Linked DNA regions of Sus scrofa: all the other regions are linked to region 2. Evidence: chromatin contacts called from public HiChIP or PLAC-seq data. All regions are on one chromosome and are shown on one strand. Each heading gives the region's core, a stretch centred on a gene start, on an enhancer-like site or on the middle of the called end of the contact. The rest is flanking DNA. Distances are from core to core; before and after follow the strand shown. Region 1 holds the start of HIF1A (hypoxia inducible factor 1, alpha subunit (basic helix-loop-helix transcription factor)). Region 2 overlaps PRKCH (protein kinase C eta type). Region 3 holds the start of SNAPC1 (snRNA-activating protein complex subunit 1).

The links. HiChIP or PLAC-seq counts read pairs in DNA pulled down with a chosen protein or histone mark.
Region 1: a contact with region 2 is called in an H3K27ac HiChIP or PLAC-seq map of alveolar macrophages. The contact joins the promoter of HIF1A here to the enhancer-like site in region 2. A contact is called at or near these places in 1 of 5 promoter capture datasets (liver), 6 of 47 Hi-C or Micro-C datasets (brain, embryonic fibroblasts, fibroblasts and 2 more) and 2 of 2 datasets of contacts at active chromatin or transcription factors (alveolar macrophages and skeletal muscle).
Region 3: an H3K27ac HiChIP or PLAC-seq map of skeletal muscle shows a contact between it and region 2, with 10 times the contacts expected there. The contact joins the promoter of SNAPC1 here to the enhancer-like site in region 2. A contact is called at or near these places in 1 of 5 promoter capture datasets (liver), 27 of 47 Hi-C or Micro-C datasets (adipose tissue, alveolar macrophages, blood and 15 more) and 2 of 2 datasets of contacts at active chromatin or transcription factors (alveolar macrophages and skeletal muscle).

What each region holds. Positions count from the first base shown.
Region 1 is chr1:190,623,400-190,628,002 of Sscrofa11.1, reverse strand. It overlaps HIF1A (hypoxia inducible factor 1, alpha subunit (basic helix-loop-helix transcription factor)), which reads right to left and starts at 2,567. Exons shown (of 15, transcript NM_001123124.1): 1 at 2,386-2,567. The coding sequence starts at 2,420.
Region 2 is chr1:190,348,894-190,353,547 of Sscrofa11.1, reverse strand. All of the region lies in intron 9 of PRKCH (protein kinase C eta type), which reads right to left. Among named protein-coding and RNA genes, the nearest start is that of PRKCH, 150 kb to the right of the region's middle. Within about 2 kb of position 1,262, at least 36 of the 83 cell types and tissues checked have an H3K27ac peak or open chromatin away from gene starts, as enhancers often do. A contact at or near this core is called in adipose tissue, alveolar macrophages, embryonic fibroblasts and 6 more, where this site is marked.
Region 3 is chr1:190,674,873-190,679,207 of Sscrofa11.1, reverse strand. It overlaps SNAPC1 (snRNA-activating protein complex subunit 1), which reads right to left and starts at 1,443. Exons shown (of 12, transcript XM_021062485.1): 1 at 1,363-1,443; 2 at 1-1,084.

The sequences.
Region 1 (4,603 bases), core at 1,318-3,817, 270 kb before region 2:
ACAGCTTCTTGATTTTTTATGACCAAAGTTAAAGAAGGAAGTTAAGGAAGGTCCATTCTCAGAGATATTACTTAATGACCCAATAACTATTTGTTTTGTAAAACTCTTAAGGATTCTGGCCTGAAACCTGAAAGGGAACAATGAACCTTTTGACATTCCTTTGAAAATCTGAAAGTCAATATTAATGTGGTATTATTAAACCCAATCCCTGCTATTATGGAATCAACATGAAATTCCCTATATTAAATCTATTACAACCTTACTCAAGCTCTATTCTGACTTCTTCCAATCCTTCAGCTTGAGTTTCCTAGCCCTCCTTTAAGAGATAAATTTGTCTCCCCCACCTGCATGCTACAGGCTCATTTAAAATGGAAAAATTGTAAGGGAAAAAACCTCTGCCCCTCAATCTCAGTTTTTCAAAATGTTCAAAAATAGTTAGAAAAGGATAAAAAACAGGCATCTTTAACAAACAGTATCTAAAAGTTGTTCAGTAGCTACCTACCATTTATTAACTTAATTTTTCAGTTATAAGAACCTCTGTATTAAGAAATAACATTAAATCTGATCCAAATTTGTTAAATTTTCAAGAGAAAAAATTGGGAAAACAGCAAATGGAACTGAGGAAAATCTAAAAACTAGTTTAGACTTGAGGATGAAGCACAGTAGCTAACTAATTTATTAATATTAAAGCTGTTTATGCTGTTCTCAACTGATGGATTGCAAAGGAGAAATGACCACATTATTGCATATAAGAAGAGAGTGGTGCATAACTTCATGCCCAGTATTAAGTATGATCCAGCGTATGAGGACAGAGAAGTGGCAATACAAAGAGGTGAGGTGCCTTAGATTTATATAAAATAGCAGCCTCATCATTTCATCAAAAGCCTTGCAATCACTTCTGCAAAATTAATTGCAATTAATTTCTATTACAACTTTTGGAATTAAGTCTGGGCCTGTTTTCTCACTTTTTGAAATTTATACGTGCTTTCTCTGGTATAAATATATATAAATATACATACAGAAACTGAGAATTTATCATTCTATTAGATAAATGCCAAAAAAGAATCCACAAAATAGCAAGAACATAAACAAGTTTATCTTCTGCTGATACAGATTACAGCAGTTAATCCCTCCCAGAAGAGTGGAGGGACTTAACAGTAAAGCTAGTCTACAAACCAGAACTCTTACCAGAAATCTTCAATTTCTTAAAATAATTTCCTCAAAGGTTAAAATACCAGAGTGGACCAAACACTGTGAGCGTTGGGGGTGGGTGGGTAGAGAATCACTTAATTCCACTGGTTGGACTCACAATTCTTAATCCTACAAGGTACCACTTAAGACTCAAACTTCAAGGTGTTTTAAATACTTGCATTAAGTTCTAACAGGATGATAATTTACTTCGAATATATTTTAGAACACTTCAACTTCAGGAAAATGAGACAGGTCTAAAAATTTTGCAACATTTTAGTGTTGCATTTCATTTGCTCCCATCACACTTTCTTTCCAATCTCATTATTAAGTGTTTGCCTGAATTTAGCCAGACGCTACGTTTTCACTAAGGTATCTTCCAGAATGAATGAAGTAGATATACTTCACTTACAACGTCTGGGCTCTCTTGACAGGTGATAGAAACCCCAGAATCCAATTATGATGTTCTCATTTAAATGTTGCTATTTCTCTAAATTCCCGTTACTCTGACTCTCACTCTAGGCAAGTTTTCCAAGGCGATTAAAACCAAACCAAATCAAACCAAACCTGCACGTGTAAACTAAAAAGTTAGCATCCCAGGCCCTCGCAGCAAGTCCCTAAAGCACAAAGGCAAAGGCACCCGCCGCGGCCGGACAACCGCTGGGCACGATCGCATCCGACCACGCGAGCCCCTGGGTCGGAAATCCAGAGCCCCGCGCCCACAAGGAAGCGAGGACCTGCGCGCAGGGGCAGACGCGGAGCCGAGTTTTCAATGGAACCCGAGAGGATGGGGGCGGGAAGGGGCGGAAGCTCGGGTGCAAGCGGCGGCGACCGAGCCGCGTCTCATTTCTCTTCCCGGGGTTTTCGGGCGCGGAGAAGTCCACTCGGAGCGGGCACCGGCCAGGCTGGAGGTTTTGGGGAGCAGGAAAGGGCCGTATGAGGCCCGGGCGGCTGGGAGCAGAAGCCAGCAGGGCCCAGGGCCCATGGCCGGGCCCCCACAAGCACTTTGGACGCGTCTCCCACCCCCCACGACAAGATGGCGACGTGGACAGTGGGGGAGCCCGGCCGGCGAGGCTGGGGGAGAGGGGAGGGGACAGGAGGCAGAAACAAAAAGGCGGCCCCCCGGAACGCGGAGCCAGCCCGCGAGCCTGGGCGGGGGTGCGGGCGGAGGACTGACCGGCGGGGGAGTGGGCTTACTTTTTCTTGTCGTTCGCGCCGCCGGCGCCTTCCATGGCGAATCTGTGCCCGAGATGCCTTCGCGGCCGGCGGCCCCCAGGCTCGCTCCGGCCTAAGCGCTGGCTCCCTCCGCACGCGGGGAGGAGGGAAAAGCACGTCCAGAGGTGGGGGTGCGAGGCGGGAAACCCTTCGTGAGACCAGAGGCGGGAGGGCAGGCGGCAATCACGAGGGTCCAGGTCCGGCTCCGAAGAGCCTCCCCCGAGGCAGCTTGTCAGGGCACGGCCCCGCGCACTGGCCAAAGCGGCGGCGAAGGCGATCCTCCCGTCCCCTCAGACGAGGCGGTTCTGTGCACTGAGGAGCTGAGGCAGCGGCAGGGGGCGGGCAAGGGCGGAGGCGCGCGCGGGCGCGCGGGCGCGGGGGAGTGTCGGGGCGCGCTCGCCCGCGGAAACCCGGAGCGCGCTCACGCAAGCCCGCCTCACCTGAGGGGGAGGCGGGTTCCTTGAGAACCAATGGCGAGCGACGCAGGCGGCCAGTCCCCACCCCAGCCCACGTCTGTCTCAGCCAATCAGGAGGCGGTCAGCTGAGGCACAGCTGGGAAGCGCTGCCCTGCTCACGTGCTCGTCTGTGTGCCGTAGTAGAGGAAAGAGAAAGGAGATGGGGTGCGGCTAGCCTGGGTCTGGGGATTCTGCGCCTTCTCCTAGGGAAAGCTGTGGCTGGCTTTGGGAGGCGCTGCTGAGAAGGGATTTCGGGTTTTGGGTCCCAAGCTTGCATCACACTTCCTGCTTTCGGTGCAAGTCTCCCGCTCTCCTTTCCCTCAGCAGCTGTGCTGTGCAAGGTAGCCGCCAGCTCTGCCCAGTCCCAAAACGTTTTAAAAAGGCAGACCTTTCGCGTCTTGGCGGCAAACCCTCCGTGCCTTTGCTCAGAAGTATTACAATAGGGTCTTTCTTGCCACGTTACCCAACCGCGGGCCAAGTCACCGACCACACCCTTTACTACAGAACACGAGGGTACTCGCATTGTTCCCTAAGTTTTTCTGTGAAGTTCGTTTCTAAGTAAATACGAAGAACAACAAAAGACAAAACTCCTCTTCTTGTATATCTCTCAAAGGAAGTAGTTAAGGTAGCAGGAAATGTTAAAATCTGAAATATTTTAAGCATTACAAATAGGTATAACAATGGGTATAGGAGTTCCCGTTGTGGCTCAGTGGTTAACGAATCTGACTCGGAACCATGAGGTTGCAGGTTCGGTCCCTGCCCTTGCTCAGTGGGTTAACGATCTGGCGTTGCCCTGAGCTATGGTGTAGGTCGCAGACGCGCCTCGGATCCCGCGTTGCTGTGGCTCTGGCCTAGGCTGGCAGCTACAGCTCCGATTAGACCCCTAGCCTGGGAACCTCCATATGCCGCGGGAGTGGCCCAAGATATGGCAAAAAGACCAAAAAAAAAAAAAGAATGGGTATAAGTGGTTTTTATAAAAAGAGCATAAACCTGAATTTCAAAAAGAACAGGAAAATGGCTTTAGGTTTACTTTTATTTTATCTTATTGTTGCTTTTAAAAGAGTGGAAGAGGAGTTCCCGTCGTGGCGCAGTGGTTAACGAATCCGACTAGGAACCATGAGGTTGCAGGTTCGGTCCCTGCCCTTGCTCAGTGGGTTAACGATCTGGCGTTGCCCTGAGCTGTGGTGTAGGTCGCAGACGCGCCTCGGATCCCGCGTTGCTGTGGCTCTGGTGTAGGCCGGAGACTACAGCTCCGATTCGACCCCTAGCCTGGGAACCTCCATATGCCGCGGGAGCGGCCCAAGAAATAGCAAAAAGACAAAAAATAAATTAAAAAAATTTTTTTTAAAAAATAAAAAAGAGTGGAAGATAATCTTAGATGGATTCAGAAAAGGGAAGACAACTCTTAGTTTGTGACTTACCACCTTGAATTGAGATCACTGTGTAGTCAGGAAGGAGGAATGAGATTTTTCCAAAACTCGCACTGAGACCTGGGCAGGGGACCTGCACAGGAGTTAAACTGATAATGTGGCAGCCAGTATTTCCTGTTTGCTAACATGGCTTTGCAAGTTCTTGGATAATACTTCATCACTTTTTGGCTTTGGAAGCATGCATTTCAAGCCTGTCAGTCTTCTAAATGAAAAAGACATATATTTTGAGCTATGCAAAGAGCACTGCATACATATCTCCACTTGGCACTGGATTATTTTCTCACCTTTGTCTTATGACTTATATTGTTAACAGTA
Region 2 (4,654 bases), core at 13-2,512:
AGGCCTCACACGGAAAGGAAACAGGAATCCCTGGGGGGCGGGGAAGGGAAGACAGGGCAGGGCTCACCAAAGGCCCCCAGCATGTGTGTAGGGGTTGCGGGGCGGGGGGTGCTGCTGTGAGCCAGAGCTGAGGTTCTACCTGAGAGCACAGGGCAGGACCAGCAGGACAGCAATCAGTCTAGAGGCACTGATATTGGGGGCGGGAGAGGGTCCATGCAGCCGGGTGTGGGGCTGCCAGAGAAGAGGCCAGTGCTCACAGTGGATGACACAGCGTAAACATCAAAGGTGAGCCTGGGGAGGTGAGCTGCTCAGCTCTGCCCCAAGCCCAGCAGGGCCAAGGATCCTGGCCCATCCCTGCCCCCAGGAATCTCCATCAGGTCTTCCTTCCATTGCAGCACATATGAATCCGTGTGCACATGCAGCTTCCAGGCAAGCCCTATGGGCTCTCCTCTGAGCGGATGGCAGGCTCACAACTGCTATTGTGACCAGATCACTCAGAGGCTCAGCGGCTGACTCCACATTGTGGACAGACTGCTTGGGTCCCCAATTGCCTAGGAGAACCTGGCTCCATGAGGGAAGGGCCCCCCTCCTGTGTTCACCGCTGCACCCTAAGACCTCGAAGCTGAGCACATACCCTGAAAGCAAGCCAGGCACATGGCCAAATGAACTGACACCTCTGATGGTCACCTGCTGGCGGGTAAGTCTTTGTGATTCCAATTCTGCTACATTTATACAGAAGGGTGGGCTGATGTTGTCGTGAGTGGCCTCAGAATAATCTGGAAGAGATGGACACAGCTGAGTTCCTACCAGTGATGAAATAATTATGGGGAACTCAAGTATTTCAAAACTTCAGTCCACTCTGGCCTATGGTTTCCACCCAGAGCAGTGGGCTTTTACACTGCATGATTCTCGGTTCAGGGTCAAAGTGAGACCCACTCCAGCTACTCCCAGGGTATCACCTATAGGCCACCCTGAGGTGCTGCCAGTTGGATTGTTAGTCTTATAACAAACCAAAGAAAGACTGGCCTGTAGGTAAGATTCTCCCCCAGAATCCAGTGTCCAGTTTCGGGTCCCTTTCCTTTTGTAGCAGAAAGTAAATCCAGTCACTGTACTGTCTGTTCCATGTGTGTTAATCTTCTCATCCCAACTAGACCAAGGATTCAAAGGACTGTTTCTCTGGCTTAGCTCTCCATCATGGTGATTCCGGTCCAGCTGACTTCTCACTAAACTATTTGGCAGAGAGCCCATCACATTCTCAGGCCTGGAGCCACTCCCAGCACTTCAAGCCCCATGGTTTTAAAGCAGGGCCCTGCTAAGGCCAGGGGATCTAGACTCTGGCAGGTTCCCAGGCACGGGCAGGGAAAACCATGACCAAAACTCACTACCACAAAGCTCAGGCAGCGGTCGGGGAATGCAGAGACCAGAGCTGATCCTGGCAAGTCTCAGATGAGTCACAGGAAATGACAGGCGATCCAGGAACCACCTTAGAACCATGGAGGTGGGGGGTCGAGGCCAGGTCTAGGTCATCAGCATCGATGAAGGCTAGCAACGAGGCCAGCTACAACAAAACAACCTCAAAGGGAAACACATGCCAAACCTTTCAAACCCTTGGGTCACGCCGAGTGTTCTGGCAGGCGGAGCCAAGCAGAGGGAGCGAAGGGAACAGCCAGAACTCCGGGTTCTCCTCCTTCCCATTCATTGCCATGGCTCTATTGAGTCACAGAGAGGCGGGAAGCCGGGAAGCCTCAGAGGACAGAAGCAAAGGTCCGAAATAAACCTCCCAGAAATCCAGGGCCTGGAAACAACCTCTGTGCATTCTGTCCCGGGCCTGAACACGATGAATAAATTGGGAACATGCCCACTTGGGAAACGCCATGTTCTGGCTCGCTTTCTGTTTTTATCTGAGCCAAAGGCAAACTCTACCAAATGACCCAGAAGCTGACCCAATTGTATGTGTGGTACCCATGGCTCAGGGAAGGGAGGAAACCCAACAGGTAAAAGGAAAAGGCCTTTCCTTAGGTATTTTATAAAAGGCCACCACTCTGTATATTGTAAAAAAAAAAAAAGGGAGGGGGGCTGAATTCCTGCCTGGTGACACTCTCCTTAGCTGCACACATTGCAGAGGGGACATTTCTACTTGTGGGATAAAGCAACTAGCATAGATCAGGAAGCTGGTTAAGAACCCCAGCCCGACTCTTGCTTGCTGTGTAATCTGGGGCAAGTTCTTTCACCTCTCTGGACTTCAGTTTCCAGAACTTTAAAATGACGCTAGACAAGCAATGAGATCCTGTTGTATATCACTGGGAACTATATCTAGTCACTTGTGATGGAGCATGATAGCAGATAATGTGAGAAAAAGAATGTATATAGGTATGTGTGACTGGGTCACCTGGCTGTATAGTAGAAAACTCACAGAACCCTGTAAACCAACTATGATGGAAAAAATAAAAATGAAAAAAGATAATGTGGAATAAACTTGGTAGTTTAGTCTTTATGCATTGAAGAAGCCTGGAAGATCATATATGACAATGCTAATAAGAGTTGTCTTTGGCCTGTAAGATTGTGAATTATTTTTACTTTCTTCTTTGCATGTATTTATAAAGAGAATTAGGAGTTCCTGTCATGGTGCAGTGGAAATGAATCCGACTAGGAACCGGGTTGTGGGTTCAATCCCTGGCCTTACTCAGTGAGTTAAGGATCTGGTGTTATTGTGAGTTGTGGTGTAGGTCACAGACACAGCTTGGATCTGGCGTTGCTGTGGCTGTGGTGTAGGCTGGCAGCTACAGCTCTGATTGGACCCCTAGCCTGGGAACCTCCACATGCCATGGGTACGGCCCTAAAAAAAGACAAAAAATAATAATAATAATAAATAAAGAGAATTAAATACTTTTAGATTCAGGGGGAAAAAATGAGGCTAATAGTATCTACACTTCGTATTTGTTGTGGATTACCGTGGGCATCAGGAGATATTTCATCCAAAAGATATTTGTGAAAAATACCTAAATGCCCAGTTGTCCAGATCCTGGTAATGAACATAAGTATCCAGCATCCGCTAGGGCCTCAGTGAATAGCAGCTGCTGCTACTTCATCCTTCAGCCACCCCTTCTGCAAGGCTGGGGCAGTTAGGCTCCGAGGATCCACCAGCTATGTAAGGTGTTCACAGAGGCCTTGCCCTGCTGAGGGAGAAGTCTTTCCGCTTTTGTGGCTGTACTTCCCTGTCTCCTCACCTAACTCACTGTCACCCAGCCCTGGCCCAGGATGTCACTGTGACTTAGAGCTTAGGGACCAAATGCATCTTCTCATCCCTGGGCCTGGCTGCCACTGCCAGGTATTCCCTGAACCCTGGGACAGGGAATGAGAGCTGAAGGGCTCTTTAGGGCTGGCTGACCTCCTGACCGCACATGCATAAAGCCAGTGGAGCGTCCCTCTGGAAGGAATTTCTGACAACAGGTCCATGACAGAAGAATACAGATTTAGGTAAAGGTACTTAACTGGGAAAAAAAAAAAAAAATCCAAGGCAGGGGACCTTCTTCAAGACAAGGGGGTTTTGGCTAGGTCAGGATGAGAACTCAGAGCTCCCCCATTGAAGGCTGCAGTGTAGACAGCTCCTGATGAAATTTGAAAGACACGGTCCAGGGTCACATGACTTTCCTGCTGCCTCTCTCTTCTGTCTTTCTCTCTCATCCATACACTCCTTTGCTAATATTTAATATAACAGTGGAGAACCCAGAGAAAAGACAGTTTCCTTGCACCCATGCTGCTGGGTGATTTTCAGACATACATATTTTAAGTGTGACTTAAGTGCACTGAAGTCAGTTTGCCCCGGTCGAGTAAGCTGACAGCAAATATTCCTGTCTGTGCTACCCCCAAAGGCAGGATTTCTGCCCTGTGACTGACATTGAGGGGTGGCTTCTCAACAAAGGTCATACCCCTGCCAAGAACTCCAGGTGCACTGCTTCACAGATGACCTGGGACACTCCGTCAGGAGGGAGCTGAGAGCATGAGCTCTGTCCCTGCTAAAGGCATTCCCGGGTCATCTGTAACCCTCCCTGGGCTGCAGGTCACAAAGGCAAACCTAAGTTCTTCCCCCAAAACAGACTCATGGCTTCACGTGGCCCGGGCCCTGGAGACCAGAGACAGCTCCTGAGCACAGGGCACAGTGCATCTGAGGTTTTCCAAACGGAAACCTCTGCTTTAACACACTGGGTCTCTGAACAAAGGCTAAAGCATCTGACCAGGGTTGACTCTGCCATCCCCCTCCTGCTGCTCCCACTACTTTGTCCTCCTGTCCTGCCCTCAGCACTCAGCCAGGGTTCCAACAGAGCCAAGGGGAGCCCCAGATTCCAGGCCTCAAATGCCAGCGGCTCAGCTGCTGACACCACAGTCACTGCTGGAGATGAAGGAAATGTGAAGTGAATTTAACCTGAAAGAGTGGGGAACACGGTGTCACATCACCAGGCTGCACCCCCCACTTCAGAACACCTCACTCCTCCCACCCCCACTGACAAAGAAACAGAAATACATTACAGCAGCTGGCAGACAGAACAAAGAAGAGAAAGATCATCCGTAATTCCACTACCTGAGTAACAGGCCCTGATAGATTCCTGGCATCATTTCCTTTCAGGCTTTTTTTGGAGGAGTGACCAGGCTGGCC
Region 3 (4,335 bases), core at 194-2,693, 330 kb before region 2:
CACTCGTGGAGCGATGAGGGAGGAAGGGGACACCCGCCTAGGCAGCCAGATCAGCCGAATCAATGGGGTGACAGATGTCGTAGCCAGATGGCCCTCACATCCCCAAAATAGGTTTATTCATGTTTTAACATTTCAAAGATCTCTCAAAAATATTTGACTTAACAGCGTCCTAGCCTACTTGTCAGGCTATATGTGATGTTTCTCAATTTTCAAAAATGCGTTTCCCTTTGGGATGAACATTACAGCACTGCTCCCATTTCACTAACCCCACCCTCACTCCCACCCCCTGGTCTGTGCTCCTCTGTAAAGAATCACCAGTTTATAGGGATTTATTAAGCATCCATAAAACCACAAGAGTTACAGCACTCTCCCTAAATGGCACCTCTCTTAATTAAACACAAACATAATGACTGAGGCTACAGATCAGGTTTTATTAGTTAAAAAAATTTTTTTAAAACACCTCGAGCACTTTTTTAAATGTTAAAATTTAAAGAGAAATTTTAATGTCCTACTTTTTAGGAAATTCTACTTGAAAAACCATAAACAATGAATTTTTCTGAAAAAAATACAAATAAATGTAAAATATAATCAGCTGTGGATATACAGAGGCGAGGTTTTTTTTTTTTTTTATTCTAAACAATACCAGGCTCCATACTTGACAACAAATTGCGCAATCATAACCTATTAATCACAGGAGATTAAGGCCCCAAGCTTTTCCTTTTTCCGTAAACTCACCTCCCTTCTGTCCAACAAGATTATCTTCTCCCAAAGGATTCTCAATAGCCGGCTTTGATAAAGTGCAGACACACAATGAATTCAAACAACTGAAGCAAAAAAAATCCCAAACCAAAAGAAAACCAACAAAAAATAAAACCCACCTGAGGCGGCTAAAGTTTCCATTTACTTAAATCTGGCATATCTCAAAGTGCTTTAAATAAACAAAGTCTTTGAGCGCCTTAAAAATGTTCAAATAAACCCACAGCTTCTCTGTTTTTGACAGACTTGGTCGATGAGGACTAATTTAAAAAAAAAACTGTTACACCGATGCCCAATCTGCTAGGCGACCCGTCGGTATTTTTCTGTCCTGCAGGGCACAGATTCACATTGCAATGCACTTGCCTGGGAGCATTTGCCAAGCACACTTCCCGTCCCAAAAATCTCCCCGCGTTCCCCGCCCCCCAACCCAACATCCCAAACCACCAAGTTTGGGGAAGGGCAGACAGCAGAAGCCGACAAGACACGGAAGACAAAGGGCAGTGCGGGGCCCGCGCCCCCGCCCGCGCGCGCGCATCCCCAGGCCGGGCGGTGGCGCCTCCACATGCGCTCGCACACGTAGGCGGGAGCCGGGAGCAACAGACCTACCCGCCGCCAGGGCCGCCTCGTGCCGGCCTCACTCCTGGGCCGCAGGCCGCGGGCGGGGCCGGGGCTGCGGTGCTGCGCTCCGGCACGTACCGGGGCGGGGCCAGCAGCGCGGCGGGCGGGGTTTGGGGAAGTTTCTCCCCGAGGCTCCCGTTTCACATCCTTATCATGTAGGCACCCGGGCGCCGGGGACAGAAGGGGTGGCCGGTCCCTTCCGTATCCTTGCTATTTTCCCTGCTGAGGGTCTGACCACTGCCGCTCTCAGGCACCTGTCTTTCCTCTCCGTCCCGGAATGGAGCCAAGACAAGGGAATAAAAGAAATTAAATAGTACAAGGAGATCGGGTGTCTGAGCAGCGTCTTGGATAAAACCATCCACTACAGGTAAGAATAAAAATTATGTCCAAACCTCTGAAAGGTGTGAACACAACAAAGCTCCAGAAGGCGTTCATAGGAATGTTTTTGGTAAGGTGTAAGCGTTTATCTTACAGGGAGGCTATTTCATATCAAATTCTACAGATTGGACTAATTCTCTGTAAAATGATCTGGGACAACAGGTTCAGCGCTATTTAAAGGGATGAAATATGAGCAAAGTGGTTAGTCGTAGACTTAAAAAAAAAACACCCGAGTAAAATTTTTTTCTTTACATTTTTGTAGTTCCAGCTAGCAACATGTTTGCAAAACTTTTATTTAACCGAATCCCTTTGCCTTAAAAAAAAATTCATATTTTTTGCAACTTGTTTTTGACGTTACTAGGTTAGAAATGTGAACTTTTAGAATGTTTACGTTTCCACAAAGCAAATAATTTTAAGTTCATCTTTTTATGTATTTTTGAGGTTATAGGAGAAAACCAAGATTTAGGCAGTTGTAATACAAACTTAAATATATGCCATGCTGGCAGAACCATACCATATATTCATATAGCCTTTTATAGTTCATCTACATACTTTTCATCCACCATCTCATTTACCTGTGAGTAAATAATTTACCTTTCCATAATCAGACACCCGAATCTCTAGGTCAAACTCAAACCCACTAAATAGCACCAGAATACCACTTGTATTCATTTTCATAGATGCCTTCCATTCCTCTCATTGAACCTCTCATTGTCCTCTATGACTTCATTACTGTCAAGGGACACCTGCCCTCAGTTCCCTACTCCCTGATTGCTTTCTCCTAGTTGCCATTTAAGCAATTAATCGGGAAAAGGGCAGGTTCTCCCAGACCGGGTACACCCCACCAGTTCAGACGCTCTGAAATCCCTGGGAGGCCACCTCTCCAAGACAGTTTACTCATCTACAAAATGAGAAACAGGTACGAATTCATAGGGGTTTTCCAAAGATTGTGCCATAACATGCAAAATGTTTAGCACAAAGTCCAGCATCTAAATGAAATGTTAGATTCATTTAAACTTATCTAGCAGTTAAAAAAGTTAATATTGTGGCTTAGAAAAAAGGAACAAAAATGCTTGAACTCCTTTGCTATACTTTCTTCAGATGTGAAGACAGTACTATGGTCATTCACTCACAGGAAGGGAGACGACCTATCACAGGACTCTAATTTCTGGGGTAGGGCTCTCCTTGCATAAGAGCATTATTTATAAGGCCATTTGTGACGGTCTCTGAGAGGCTGGCACAATGCTGCCAGGACCAGATGGTTCTGCTATTTAAAATAGCTTGAAGCACTCCAGGGGGCTTGTTTTCTAAATGACTGTGGAGTAGATACTTGTTTTCTTCCAGCTTTATTGTTCTTTATGTCATTGCTTTACTGTCCTCATCTAAATCGCTGCTCCCACAAGTCATTTCAGACTCCTGGAATGATCTCAAACCACTACTACTGCTCCCACAAGTCATTTCAGACTCCTGGAATGATCTCAAACCACTACTAATAATTGAAAACAATTAACTTCTAGATTTCAGCTGAAGCTCATTTGCAACTAAAATAAGCAGAATTTTTTCTTCTATCTTGACCTGGAAATATTAAGCAATTACTTTATTCTAAAACACTATGTCTGGTACTATCTGTAATTAAATGTAGAACCACTTTGGAGCATAGTATTTGCAGGGAAATATGTAAAATCTTGGGTCACCCTCCCCAGAATCTTGGATTCAGTCTTAGTATTGTAAACTTTTTGTTCCCAAATTTTCATGTAACTGTAATCACATTTTCTTCATTCTGAGATAAAAACAGCCTCCCAAGATTTGTTGCTTAGTTAATTTTATTCAGGGTATTTTGTCCCATAACCTCAGGGTACAAGGCCTAAGGCTCTGGCACTACCTATGTAATTTGTCCATAAAAATAATTTGCTGTTACTTCTCAGAGCAGAGAGATTCACTCTTTCCTTGTTATATCTTTTGGTGCTGATTTTTAAAATTCTAAGTGAGAATGTATTACTTTTACAATCAGAAAAGAAATTTTGCTGTTTCATTTTAAGAACATAGGAGAAAATGAATAAAGCTATTTAAAAATTTTAAAACATACAGTATCATTAAGGCAGAAACAAAGCAAGGTTTCTTTTTTTTTCTAGTTTCATACTGGAGTCAGAAGTCCTAAGTTTAAATCTTTGGTCTGCCATGTATTGCCTTTAAGGTTTGGACAAATCATTTCATCATTTGAGGTCTAAATTTCTTCATCTGTGAATGACAATAATTAGAAATCTTTAGAAGAATTTCTAACCCTTACAACATTATGTAACTGTAGTGTTCAAGATTTGCCTCACTCATCCCATTCATATAAAATTTTGTTTTACTTTAAGGTTCATAAATTCACAAATGACGTTTCTTTTCTAAAAGCATACTTTTTTACAGTGGAACATTATGGTTTGTTATTATTTAACATTACATTAGGACACAGTATAAATTAAGGTGATAGCTGTGAAATAAATGTAGAAATAAGAAAGAGCAATGTAATATTCATAAATACTTAAACTGTTGGTAAACAATCTTATGAGTCAGAAGTGTTGAGGTAAATATTTTAAC